Regions from separate parts of the Hordeum vulgare genome. Here region 1 is linked to region 2. The links are chromatin contacts, called in public Hi-C maps. All regions are on one chromosome and are shown on one strand. The core of a region is the stretch at or near the end of the contact, and the rest is flanking DNA. Distances in the headings are between cores, read along the strand shown. Region 1 holds the start of LOC123397685 (AT-rich interactive domain-containing protein 4). Region 2 holds the start of LOC123397678 (E3 ubiquitin-protein ligase AIP2).

Region 1 (6,571 bases), core at 3,071-5,570, 180 kb before region 2:
GAACTGCAAGTAGTCATATCGCAACGCATGGTAACCATTCCACGTGGTACAGATGCTGCTTCAAGAGGCGGTGGAGAAGCACTGTCACATATGAGAACACCCGATCAGTTTCTGCTTTACCCGTAAAGAATCTCTGATGAAGATAAAGTTGGGAGCAGAAAAGAAACTGTAGATGGAAAGACTTCTTGCACGGGGTGACGATGTACTTTTAGTTAGCAACTCTACCAACAAAGGCTCACTGGTTCTTTTATATGAAACAACAATCTATTTCTAGCCCTCTCCATCTCTTTCATCAAGAGTAGGTAACAATAGTTAGGTGCTAGCTGAGGATGCAAAATGTATAGTAAATAAACTTGATTCATCACTCTACAGGAAGGTTATCAGGTAAGAATTCGCAACCCCAACAGACAGAAAATCAACACACCTGATTCGATTCTGAAGTTTACTCCCACGAATCTGCCCAAAACAGAATCAAACGTTACATATGAAAAGTATAATGAAACAAACAAAAGTGGTACAGAGATTGATAGATAAGAATTAGCTGAACAAATCCTGGAGCATCTAACATTGGCACATTTGTGTTACGGGGTCCCTTGTTTTATTTGTGTACCCATGTGCTTACCGACAATATAGTAAAAGAAATAGCTAAATAGTACAGTGTTTTTGGATGTGCATCCATCATAACAACAAAATGTAATCTGGTTTTGTCGCTTCACATATAAGACAAAAGGATGCATTTTCTTACTAGTCTTCTTGTTTTGTGTATAAACTGAGTGAACTCAATCTGTGTATCTAGTATTTCATTTATGTGCAGTGTTTAGTGCCGCACATCATGATGGATTTTAATTTTATGTGATGCTTGCTTATTGTCCAATGAGAAGTGCAGCCTCTTCTCGCTATTGAAACAAGAGCATAAATGTGATAACATCCATGTGACTGAGAAAACAAACTTGCCAACATATAACATGTAAGATTATACTTCTGTAAACAAGATTTCTTATAGATTGTCTAAATGAAGGTTGTTGTTAGAATCATTATACCACATTTTTTTCCCTTTAGCAAACAGTTTAACATTTGTTCCATGACTGAGAAATCATGTTCATTCGAGACCAGACATAGAAGGACATGGAGCACAAGAAGTATTGTTGAACTACAATGCTTTAATCCATACTTCGATATTTAGAAGAGCATTCAGACCATCTTCTAATGAGCCCAGCAAACAAGAGTCCTGCACAAAAAAAGAGAAGACATTAGGAGGCAGTTGAATTGAGTAACAAACAATATAAGATGCAAGAGATGTGGATAATTCATATAATATATCAAAGCTTACCAGCGCGCTTGGTACTCCACAAAGAAGAAATTTCATGTTGATGTCATCATCATATATCTTTATGGCTGGGGACACTTCAGAAGAAGAACCTTCTTCCTCAGCCATTTCATTCTCGGGAATGACGACATTGACCTTTGGAGCATCCCCAAGTAGTCGAGGCCCGAGCTTAACACTTTGAACATGATTGTTTCTTACACAGTATAGTCGAAACGATGCATGAGCAAGCTGAAAGGAATCCCAAGTATGGCTCACCGAACTACATCCAAGCATAACCAGAGTGTTACATGTCATTGATATATGATGATGCTAATGAAAGGTGAAAAGGGGGTGATGGTACCTTTGAACTACCGAAAACAATGCATTGCGAAAATGGGATGCCGCATAAGATGAAAATGAATTTCTCCAGTATATTACGTATGGAATACCCTGAAATGAAATAATCAGCATCAATGATTGTGTAGCAAACTACAATATTATATAATGACTAAAATAGAGTAATTTTCTTTTGTGAAACTTAAGACAGATTACTAGATACTTCTGTGTGCAGCCACCTTTCCAACTACACTCTGAGAAATGGACAATAGGACTCTAGTTGCTTGGGCAAAATGTTGCAAAGAATAATGTGTCTACCTTTGAGTGAACTGCTTGGGCAAGTTTTTCACCAATAGGAACCTCCAGATAGACCTGTGTTATAACCAAGCCACAGCGTTAGCATCACCCACACACGGACAAAAAGAACCAATAGAATCTGATACAGACTCCAGTAGCACAAGGCAAAGAAAATCCAAAATGCTGTATGGAGAGGAAATCTGTCTGTGAGAACGTAATAGCTAATATGTACATCATGCAATGAAATGGAGAAGACATTAGCTACCCTATTGGTATTGGCAGTCTTAGACAAACCGTCTTATTGCGACAAAATAAACAGACATACTTGGACAAGTTTCTTCAGATTCATACAGCAGCTGCAGTCAAACATGCTGATTGCAGCTATGGAACTAGAATGCTGACTCAAAAACATGTCAGCGGGTATCATGCAACTAGGAACTCAATTCCATCAACAGCCAATAGCACTGCAACTTGAACTTGCCTCCACCACTCAGCCAAGGAATAGATAGTTGAGAGAAATTTGTGCGCTTACAATGGTGGGGAACGGCGGGCTGATGAGACAGACAAACGACTGCGGGTCAGACATGTCGGCGTCCCCCCAGACGAGCGAACCAATCTCCTCGTCTTCCAGCTGCTGGCCTTGGATGTAGAAGAAGTTGGGTTGCACGACCCGCTGCGCCTCGAGGAACTGCTCCGGCGTTGGATTGACCAGCGTGTGCACCTGCACCCAAAAGCCCTCTACCATGAGCAAACGAGTAAAATCCAGGCACAACAAGGTGAGGGCACTGGTAACTGACCTCCAGCCTCCCCGCTGAGCTGAGCTCAGGAAACGGATAGGACGGCCGCAGCCGCTTCGCCTCCGGCCCCGACCTCCCCGGCGGGGTGCGCTGCTGCTTATCGGCGTGCTTGCCGCAGAGCACCGCGAGCAGCACGCAGCTCCTTGACAAGCTCTGGATTTGCGACATGGCCGCAGGCAAAAACTGCGAGGAAGACGCGGAAATTCACCTCGGCAGGGCGTCACTTCATGGAACCCCTGCAACCGCGAAACACAAGGGGGGAGGGATCATCAGGCCAGAAATCCCCCCGAAAAATCCGACCAAATCTGAGGCAGGAACCCTCGAATCGGCGCGAGAAACATACCTGGACGCGGATTTTGGCGGCCGAATCGGGGGCCGGCGGGACGGGCGAAACCGGATCCGGACGGGGAGCGGCGGAGGTGGGGGGAGGATTGGATTCGGGGCGCGCAAAGGGAGGATAGCGAAAGAGTAAAGCGTGGGGGAGAAGACGAAGACGAAGACGAAGACGGAGGAGGGAGAGAGCCCTAATGAGAATCGCGGAAATAGCTCCTCTCACAGCGCAAAGGCAAATCCCACTCCTGGAACAATAAAAAAGAGGCGTACTTGTGCTGGCTGTGGTGGGGAATTGGACGCGAGCCCAACCCAGCAGCAGCCCCCGCCCATCCCCGACCCGATGAACGAACCAACCAACGAATGAATCCAAGAAAGAAAGAAAGAAAGAAAGAAAGATAGAAGCCGACCAAACCGGGGATGAGAATCACGCGGAGATTCGCGGATTAGGCAGCAGCGATTAGCAGCAAACCACCAACCGGGGTCTGCCTGCCTGCGAATAATAATTATCGCGGAGCCGCAAACAAAAAACAAACCGGAGGGGGAGAACAGTACTGGATGGGGAGGGCGAGGCGTCCGTCCCCCGTCAAAGATTGGATTTTGACGGCTCGGGCAGTGGGGACTTTTTCCTTTCTTTCTTTCTCTATCCCTTTGGTATGGATGGATGGATGGATGGATTATTTTGTGCTTTGCTCGCGCATCTGTCTATCCTGCGCTTCCTCCTCCGTCGATGATGCTGCTGCTGCTGCCTGGTGCGCTGATGTTGTTGTTCTCTCGGCCTTGGCCTTGGCGCTTTTCGTTTTCGCTGCGGCCGCTGCCTCGTCCTCCTCATTACTGCTGGGGCGACGGGGAGGAAAAACAGAAAACTTAAAAGATTAGACTAGACTAGACGGGATTTCGGGGAATGGGATTGGGGAATTTCTTTCTTTCTTTCTTTCTTTTGCGTTGCCCGATCGGATGGATGCTTGCTGCTTTTTGTTTTGGTTTGGGCCTTGGTCTTGGTTTTCTGGCTGGGTGGAGGACGTATGTATGTATTGATGGCGTCGTTGATCGCCATCGGATCTGCCCCTGGAGGCGTGGTGCAGCGTACGATTGGGCTCCTCGGGCTGCTGCCCGTGTGCTTGGGTTGTTGCTTGCTCGTGTGGGGAGGGGAGGGGAGGGGAGGACCCGTTTGATCCGTTTCGCGTCCAGTGTCCGTCCCGGACGATGGAGCGAGCATTGTGCCTGCCAGCGCTCACGTGTGCTGCTCTCTGTCTCTATGGACTGTGGGTCCTGGGGCAGGATTGTGCTTTGTCTCCTGCCACAGCCACATACATGAGGTGGGCCCACTAGCAGCCCATGTGCTCTTCTGGAGTTTTCGGCCGTCTTATTTCCTGCACAAAGTTTGCAACTACAACAAAAATATTCTAAGAAGAATCTTAATTTCGTTGGACAAATTCCCTCAAAAAATGAAAATGCTTTTGTGCGGTGAAATATGATGTGGATATTGGTCGCTCTGTGTGTCATCTTTTTTTAAAACCCAAATAATAACTGCCAGACGTTTTTACAATTAAAATTGTCAAAAAAAGAAGTTAAAAACTAAAACTTACCATCCAAACAGAAAGTTGACATGCTTCACAGCTAAAGTTGTCATCCTCGGATAACTAAACTTGCTAACAAAAAAGCCAAGGCGAAATTACTTCGTGAATTCACGCTCGCTATTACACTCTCTTGTTTCTCTTTTGCATTTATATGGCGGTTTGCGGGTATGATTGTTAATTCGTAGTCAAATTTGAATATGAAGTGTGCTTGGTAGATATACTGAAATTATTAACACGTGAGCTTTCCTAAGACACTGTTTGGATGTAGACATTGAAAGGCTTGGTTGCAGTGTTTGCACGTATTATTGTTCATCCAGTTCTTTCGACCGATTTTCCCACAATCTTAAGAATTGGACCTCCCCGAAATACCCCCAAAATCTTGAACCCATGTTTTTTTAAATCCTAGCTAGTTATGATGTAAATAGTTAGGATTGTCAAAACATATAGGCTCAAGATTTTGGGGAAAACTGGATGGAGGATTGATTCTCAAGATTTTGGGAGAATCGGATAAAGGAACTGGGCCACAAATCTAGTTTCAATGTCAATTTTGTTGTTTGGTTGTGTAAAACATTCACAATTGGAATAAAACGAGCACTGGTCCCAATTTATTTTTCGATGCAAAATTGTTAAATTATGCATCATTCAATTGTTCTTCTTTTTCCTCTCACACTTAGCCGCACTTCTCATCTTTTCCCCTTAGTTCTTCACCCTCACCCAGTCACCCTCCTCCAGCGGCAAAGAGCAGTGATGGTCGGCAGCTCTGAGAGGAAAAGTTTGGGAGTGGCAGCAGAGTCAAGCGAGATTAGCAGTATCAGCTCCCGGAGGAGGTGGCGACAACGACAAAGCTTAGACACAACGGTTATTGTAGTTGCGGTGCGAAGAGGTCCCGAGCTCTCCTCTTCCCTGTGATTCTATCTCCCTTACAGGTCCTACATCTCGTCGTTGCATCTCCCTCGAGCGATATCAACACAACCACCATGTCGTCAAGGTGCATGCTCTGAGGAAACGTGTGGTCGAGTTCACCCGTCACACCGCGCCATGGCTTCCTGAAATGACTTCCGCCCCTAATAAGTGTTTTGGTGTTAATGGCAATAGAGGTTAGACAACTAACTACGTTTCGAGCATGTTTCCTTCACACCTATGGAAAAGAAACATATGGTTGGTCGGCGACCCCCGAAGTTAAAAGGAACAAAGAAGACAACACGTCGAATTTTCATCAACGATTTATCAGTTTTGAGTGATAGGTGTGTCGTTCTTGACACGCCATGGATCAAGTGTGGGAACCATTGATAAATTCGAGATAAATACATCTACATCCCATGTGAGTAAGAGCACTCAAATGTTCATTTGTTTTGCCACTAATTTGGTTGTCTACGCCGGAATATCTGACTTTTGTGGACCTATATGAAAGCACATACTTCCCCTTTATGGTTTTGATAATTCATGACAACATACATTATATCTTAGACTAATAGTTCTACCTAGTTTGTATCAGCTTGAGTCCAAAGATTGCAGTGGTTAGGAATTGTGAGGAGGATCCACAAGAAGGAAAGGAACATGTTTGACAAAATCTTCAAGCTTCAAGACTCTATATTTTATATTTAAGTGAAAAATCACATTTGAGTCCATAGAAAAGAAAATACTATTAAAAGTGGATGAGGTATCTATGATGATCTTGTTGCTAAAGTACTTCGAGATTAGCCACCAAAAACCTCAACATTTCTCCCACAGAACATTCTGTCCAAAACCCTCAAGATCAAATTCGGTGCCACCAACAATTACCACATCGGCCACATCGAGTTTTCCTTATAAAGAACCCAACCAAAACCCTAGCAAATCGTTACAACCGAGATTCGCTTCGGTATAGCTGAAAAGCAATGACCAACTTGTTGTTGCCCATTTGCATAAAATCGGAAATTCTGAGT
Region 2 (6,733 bases), core at 77-2,576:
GAATCAAGAGATCTCAACAATTTCTTCACCACCTCATGGTTAGTGATGTCTCTGGCCCCAAGAGCATGTAGCTCATTGAAGATGTCAGTGAGGCGATCGAAGGTTTGCTGACAACTCTCATTATGAATGTCAACACTTCAATTTTAGCCCATTTTGAAGAAAATAAAAGAAAATGAAAAAGGCTCAAAAAAGGAAAATCCTTTGCATGGAGCCAAATTTTGTGCACCAGTTTGTGGGGAAAATATTAAACATGCAATTCATCATATTTGGAAAAAGAATCCTTCACGAAATGGCCCATCTCATGATGGCGCAACAAGCACAACAAAATGGTGGAACAAGTCCTCGTACGTTGGTCAGGAAATGCTACCATTGGTGCGACTTGGAAGGAGAAGGCGGCCCTGCAAGACTGCTTCCGTGCTACAGAGGCTTGGGGTTAAGCCTCAAGCCAAGGAGGGGGAAATGTTAGCGACCCGGGCAACACGACCCCACCTACAACCCACGAGAAGTCCGACCGTGCACGATCCAACTGTGCCTGCAAGGCCAACCCAAGGTTCGCCAGGCCTGAGTGGGTGAGCTCGGCTACACACTTGACTTAAGGGAACACCCTCCCTCGGTTGGAGGCATCCAGAGGATCAGAACAAACCCGCGGCGGCCCCCTATCTTCTTCTTCCTTCCTCCGAGAGGTGTTCTTGTATTAAAATTGATTTGTATAAGCTACTACTTCAGAGGGCTGTATTAGATTGATTCTATCTTGCTATTGTATCTAACAAAATCTTTCATTCATTCATCTTTCTGTTCTCTTTTTTTTATTTCTAATACCTTATATACTTAGAACATCTCCAATTGGACTCATCAAATTGACCGGACGAACACATGACCACAGACCGGACAAAAGAGCCAAGTAAAAAAGTTGATCCAATGAAACCCTTCAAAGCCTCGTTAAATGCCTAGACTGTGTGGCACTCCTCATACTTATCTCATAACGTGTCCGATTGGTGATCTTGCATCCGTCATATAGAATTGGGCTCACCACAGAGCATCTTTTCATTTTCTTTATTAGTTCTTTTCTTTCTCCGTCGATCACAGGCGTGGGATCGGATATTTTCTTTTTAAGGACATGACTGCATGGACAAATAAATAGAAAGTTAAAATAAAAATGTCCGGGCACTAACCTCTACGTGTACTTACCTCTACCGTCGAATGTCGATCCGACGGCTGGGCCGGCCCCGGAGTAAGCTGCGAGGCTGGGCCCAACCCCTCTGGCCGTCGGCCGTCGTCGTCCATTCACACGCCACGCACGACGTCGTCACCGCCCCGCCTCCCTGGCTAAGCCACCGTCCCGTCCCCGCGGTATTCCTTTCCTCTCCTCCAAGACACCACCAGAGTCTAGACGCGCGCCCCTCCACCAGACTCCGTCGGCATTTATACCTCCGGCGACGCACGCATCATACACACGCAGAAATCGACCACCCGATCCCAGATCAGGAAGCAACCTTGAAATCTGAAGCCCCAGTCGAATCGGAATCCTAGCGCCATGTCTGCCACGGCGGGGGACGAGGCGGCGGTGGCGGAGCGCCTGGAGGCGCTGCGGAGGAAGCTGGGCAAGAAGCAGCACTTCGAGGAGGCCGTCGCCGACCTCACCGCCACGCTCCGCGACCGCTACGACGGCGCCTCTCCCGCCCTCCGCGAGTCGGTAAGGCCGACCTCACTTCACCTTCCCCCATCCATACGAGAGATTACTAGATTGGTCGTAGAAGGAGAGGTTGCTGCTTGGTATGGATCTAGGAGGAGAGGATTTGGGGATGGAGAATTCGATTGGTGCGGGATCGGATCGTGCATAGTATCGAAATTACATTTGTTCAGTTAGAACTGTCCAAATTAGACTTCCGTTTGTTAAGGTGCCCCAATCAATGAATGCTCTGCTTCGGGTGATAGATGATGGCTATTCCAGTTTCAGAGTTCTTGAGTATTTTTAATTACCCAAGCAGCAGAAAGTGTTAGTAGTCTCTTCTGCAGCTGGTGCTATCTAGGCAAAACTACGATTCTTAACCTTGTTTTTCTGCTGAAATTAACATCAGCATCGGTTCTCTACAGAAATCCCGGTCCACCATCCGAGGTGGACCTTGGAAACACTGTATATGCTAAGGTGACAAACCTAAATCGTGTTAACTAGTTTCTGGACTAATATTTTTAACTATTGTTTGCTCAAAACAAAGGAACCAACCAATATGACATATCTTATAACTGTTGAAAACTACTCCCTCTGTTCCTATATATAAGTCTTTTTAGAGATTGTACTATGGACTACATACGGAGCAAAATGGATGAATCTACACTCTAGAATATGTCTATATGCATCCCTATGTAGTCTGTACTAAAATCTCTAAAAAGACTTGTATTTAGGAACAGAGGGAGTAGTCAATATATGGATAAACTATTTAAGGGAATTGTTTCCCATGTTCTATATGAACAAAAAACTTGTGTTCATGGTTCTGTGTTAAAATCGCCAAATCGCAAGAACTAAAATACCATACAAATGAACAGGGTTATATGTACGGATGTGATGAAGCGAGTAATATAGCTGTGCCCTTTGACTTCCATTGTTGGATGCACTCTGTATTGTCACTTTGTCAGCATAAAAAAACATATGGCCATGAACATTCATGATCGTGCACACCACATGTCACAAAGGCATCAGCATGGAAGTAAAAGACAGGGTGTTCAAAACAAATGTTAGCGGAGATATTTGCCATAGAGAGCATTTAGCCATGGAGAGTATGTCCATTATCTCCTGAACTGATCTTCTTGGTACTTGGTACAAATTCACCTAGCACTCTTTTACTTGGAAATGTTCCCATGGACCATTTTTTTGCCTACTATACAACCCATGACTCTGCGAGAAATGTTGTTATTATTTTCTTAATCAATTGTTTGGGTTGCTACGCACTACAATCTAGTTTTCATGCCTGTCATCCTATTTTTCCGCCTTGTTTTGTTGTCATTCATATATGTGAACTGCTTTTTGCAGATGTACTCTACGGTTTGCCGTGTTGCAACCGTCCTTCAGACTAGATATACAGCATCTGGATTCTGGCGCGCTGGTCTGAACCTCTTCGTAGCAACAGAGAAGTTGTTAACTAATCCTGCTGAAAAGGAACGCCTCAAGACTTGCATTTTGAGGGCCCGGGAGCATCTTGATGAAAAAGAAAATGAGGAGTCAATGCCAACCAACAGACAACCAGGTATGTAATCAAGATTTTAACTTCTGAATTTAATAACACATCAATACCTAGCATAAATACATTTTATGAAATTCCACAAGGCAACATTCTCGCGGCACATCTCGCGTTGGTAAATCCTGTATTGATTGGTCTGGTTGTGCTCTGGCAGCGATGTCAATTAGAATTCAGACTGTAATGTCCATAGTTTAATACTCCCTCCGTTCTAAAATATAAGACCTTTTAGAGATTTTACTAGAAGACTACATACGGAGCAAAATGAGTGAATCTATACTCTAAAATAAGTCTATGTACATCCGTATGTAGTACATAGTGCAATCTCTAAAAGGTCTTATATTTAGGAACGGAGGGAGTAGTAGATGGTATTATGTGATATATCATGGCAACCATGTATAAACGTAGGAGACTTTTGGTAAATCCTGTATTGATTGGTCTGGTTGTGCTCTGGCAGCGACGTCAATTAGAATTCAGACTGCAATGTCCATAGTTTAATAGATGGTATTAGGTGATATATCATGGCAACCATGTATAAACGTAGGAGACTTTTGGCCGTATAAGCCTTTTGTGTGTTTATCGGTTACATCAAGTGTCTGTCCTCAGAAGTCTTTACCCTTTGAAATATCTACATACTAATAAGATGTTGCCTTTCCCAGACTCTAGATTCCTCTTTGAAGGCCACCTTACCGTGGGACAAGAACCTCCTCCTCCAGCGTGGCTTGTCGCCCAGAATTTAACACGCGAATTGAACATCTTAGCGGAACCTTCTGGAGATCAAAACGGGAACAACACTAGAACGGAGTTGAGGCCTGAGGAGATGACACCTGCTATAATGAACTTCTTAAACACCTTATCAGGGGACGCGGATCTTGAGAGTGCCTTGGAAGCATCACTTCAGGTAGGTTCATGATAGTCAAATTTGTTTGGTGCTCATTTTCACATCCTAACTTTTCTAGTATGTATAGTTGGTTGATGCACACAATATCTTTGGCTCTTTGGTATCTTAACTAGCAGAGAAAGCATACAACCTTAGGTTTTGGCGTTCTGTGTTCTATAGTAGAACAGATTCGATAAATTTGTAGAGTATATATCATCCAATGTGTATTTTATACTCCCTCCGTCTCAAAATAAGTGTCTCAAGCTTAATACAACTTTGTATTAGAACTAGTACAAAGTTGAGACACTTATTTTGGGACGGAGGGAGTAATAGTCTGTGAGTTACCTTGAGCCTAGCCTGCACTGAACATAAGTGGTGCTTAATTGCTAAAAACAGAACTCAGCATGCTTTGTTGGATTTGGAATTTGTGCTAATATTTGATTTACCTGCATTCTCAAATTGACAGACCTTTGTTGTTTGCTAAAATGGGATTTGCCAGTACAATTAATTTACTACTCCCTCCGTCCCAAAATTCTTGTCTTACATTTATCTAGATATGAATGTATCTAGTCACACTTTAGTATTTAGATACATCCATTTCTAGACAAACTTAAGACAAGAATTTTGGGACGGAGGGAGTACTTTCTACTGCTGCTATCACAAGTTTTTCATGATCGAGAGTCTATTGCGTGGTTCTTAAGTAAAGAATATTTGAATGTGTTAATGAATCCTGTGTCTCGTTTTACTATTGTCAGGGTATTGCACCGCAGCCCAAGGTACCTCCAGCGTCAAAGGAGGTCGTTGCTAATCTCCCCGTTGTAACTGTTACTGAAGAAGTCATTGCTAGGCTGGGCAGCGAGACTGAGTGTGCTGTTTGCCGGGAAAACTTGGTTGTGGATGACAAGATGCAGGAGCTGCCGTGCAAGCACCTTTTCCATCCTCCTTGCCTCAAGCCGTGGCTGGTAATTTTGCTCATACACCCTCATAACCATTGCTCTTGAAGCGTCATTGATCATTACAATTCACCGCAGCTAACCGGTCTTGATGGTCACCCCGCAGGATGAGAACAACTCATGCCCGATCTGCCGGCACGAGCTGAGGACGGACGACCATGCGTATGAGAGCCGGAAGGAGCGTGAGCGAGAGGAGGAGGAAGACAGGAAGGGAGCGGCCAATGCTGTCAGGGGTGGGGAGTTCATGTACATCTGATATCTGAATGGGAATTACTGTTTCTGCTAGAGAATGTAATGTGACCATGCCTGAAATTAAGCATGTCTTGTGTTGTTCCCAGCTTCACCGCGTCCCTAGTTTGTCACCAGCTTATCAAGCACAAATGCACAATAGCAAGTCATTAGAAACCTTGCCATAGTTCACATCAGATATTCCAAGAAATACTCTTGGGGAGCGGCAATGCATAACTATGGCAAACTGCGTCATGCAATTTACCTTTCTTTTTCTGCGAGGATTGTGATTCACTTGAACATATAACACGGAGAAGAATCATAGTGCTCCATTGGTATTTTAGACGGATGATGAAGATGATGATGATGTTGAATCACATCTGGAAAAACATCCATTGGTATTACCGTGCCAGATCATCGAGCCTTTGGCCCAGTTATGATCCCATGCTGTACGTTATGTTTTTACTCGCCTCGGCTCTCTGCACATCCATTGGTATTGTGCGCTAATTTTCTTTGTGGTTCAGTGGATTCGTGACAGGCCGATTCGCGAAAGGTTCCCAGAGCATATTCCGTTCCTCACATTCATATATCTTAAATTCATGCAAAATTATGCACCTCGGTCACACAAATCATTATGGCATGTAAATTAATACCAAACATAAATAATGTTTACATAATATTTACTTTAAGTGCGGAATCAAACATCTGCTGCTCCGCATATTCCGCGCTCATCGAGGACACGAAGTTCCAACTTAAGCTCTGGTTTTCGAAACAGGAGATCTCGGCTTGTCGCCGAGGCGTAAATATTGTGGCCATTGAATTAGCTAGCATTGGTCGTCTTTGTAATCCGGTTCCAGCCAATGTGGCTTCTTGTGCTCATGCTGATTTGGCTGGGTACCGTTAAGTAATAAAGCTATGTTTTACCTAAAAAAAAAATCTGCTTTTTGGTTTTCATTATAGGTCCACGTATACTTCACAAGATCATTGAGTAGTAGCGCGTGTATTTGATGATCTCGAAAATTCTAATGCATTTATAGAAAATTTATAACTTGAGCTGCATTTTGATCTTTCTGGATTTCAACTTGTTCTTGAGGTGCTTCAAAATCATTGATTTGGGCTACACCGTATCCTCATCCTCAACAATCATATTATGCAAAATAGCAAAACATGTCATGAGCTGCCACAAAGTTTTTGATTCCCACGTCATTGCAACCCAACGAACAATTCTCCAACAAGCTTGAAGCACACCAAATGCCCTCTCCACATCCATCCTAGCCACTTCCTCCATTGTTGCAAAGTGGCTTTGTTTATTGTTATGTGGTTCGGATATGGTCTTCACAAACGTCGCCCACTGAGGGTAGATGCCATCGGCGAGATAGTATCCCATGTTGTAGTCTCGGCCGTTGACAATGTAGTTGCATGGCGTTGATTCCCCATTG

What was found. Hi-C and Micro-C count contacts between places; a contact is called where the count stands out from the background.
Region 1: a Hi-C map of seedling shows a contact between it and region 2, with 4 times the contacts expected there. The contact joins the promoter of LOC123397685 here to the promoter of LOC123397678 in region 2. A contact is called at or near these places in 3 of 6 Hi-C or Micro-C datasets (leaf and seedling) and 1 of 1 datasets of contacts at active chromatin or transcription factors (embryo).

Annotation. Positions count from the first base shown.
Region 1 is chr5H:435,626,952-435,633,522 of MorexV3_pseudomolecules_assembly, reverse strand. It overlaps LOC123397685 (AT-rich interactive domain-containing protein 4), which reads right to left and starts at 4,320. Exons shown (of 16, transcript XM_045092221.1): 1 at 3,080-4,320; 2 at 2,737-2,972; 3 at 2,472-2,660; 4 at 1,961-2,014; 5 at 1,668-1,756; 6 at 1,331-1,586; 7 at 1,172-1,228; 8 at 425-456; 9 at 1-81. The coding sequence starts at 2,904.
Region 2 is chr5H:435,446,559-435,453,291 of MorexV3_pseudomolecules_assembly, reverse strand. LOC123397678 (E3 ubiquitin-protein ligase AIP2) reads left to right here and starts at 1,326. Exons shown (of 5, transcript XM_045092213.1): 1 at 1,326-1,693; 2 at 3,029-3,242; 3 at 3,893-4,134; 4 at 4,869-5,075; 5 at 5,173-5,683. The coding sequence starts at 1,535. The coding sequence ends at 5,322.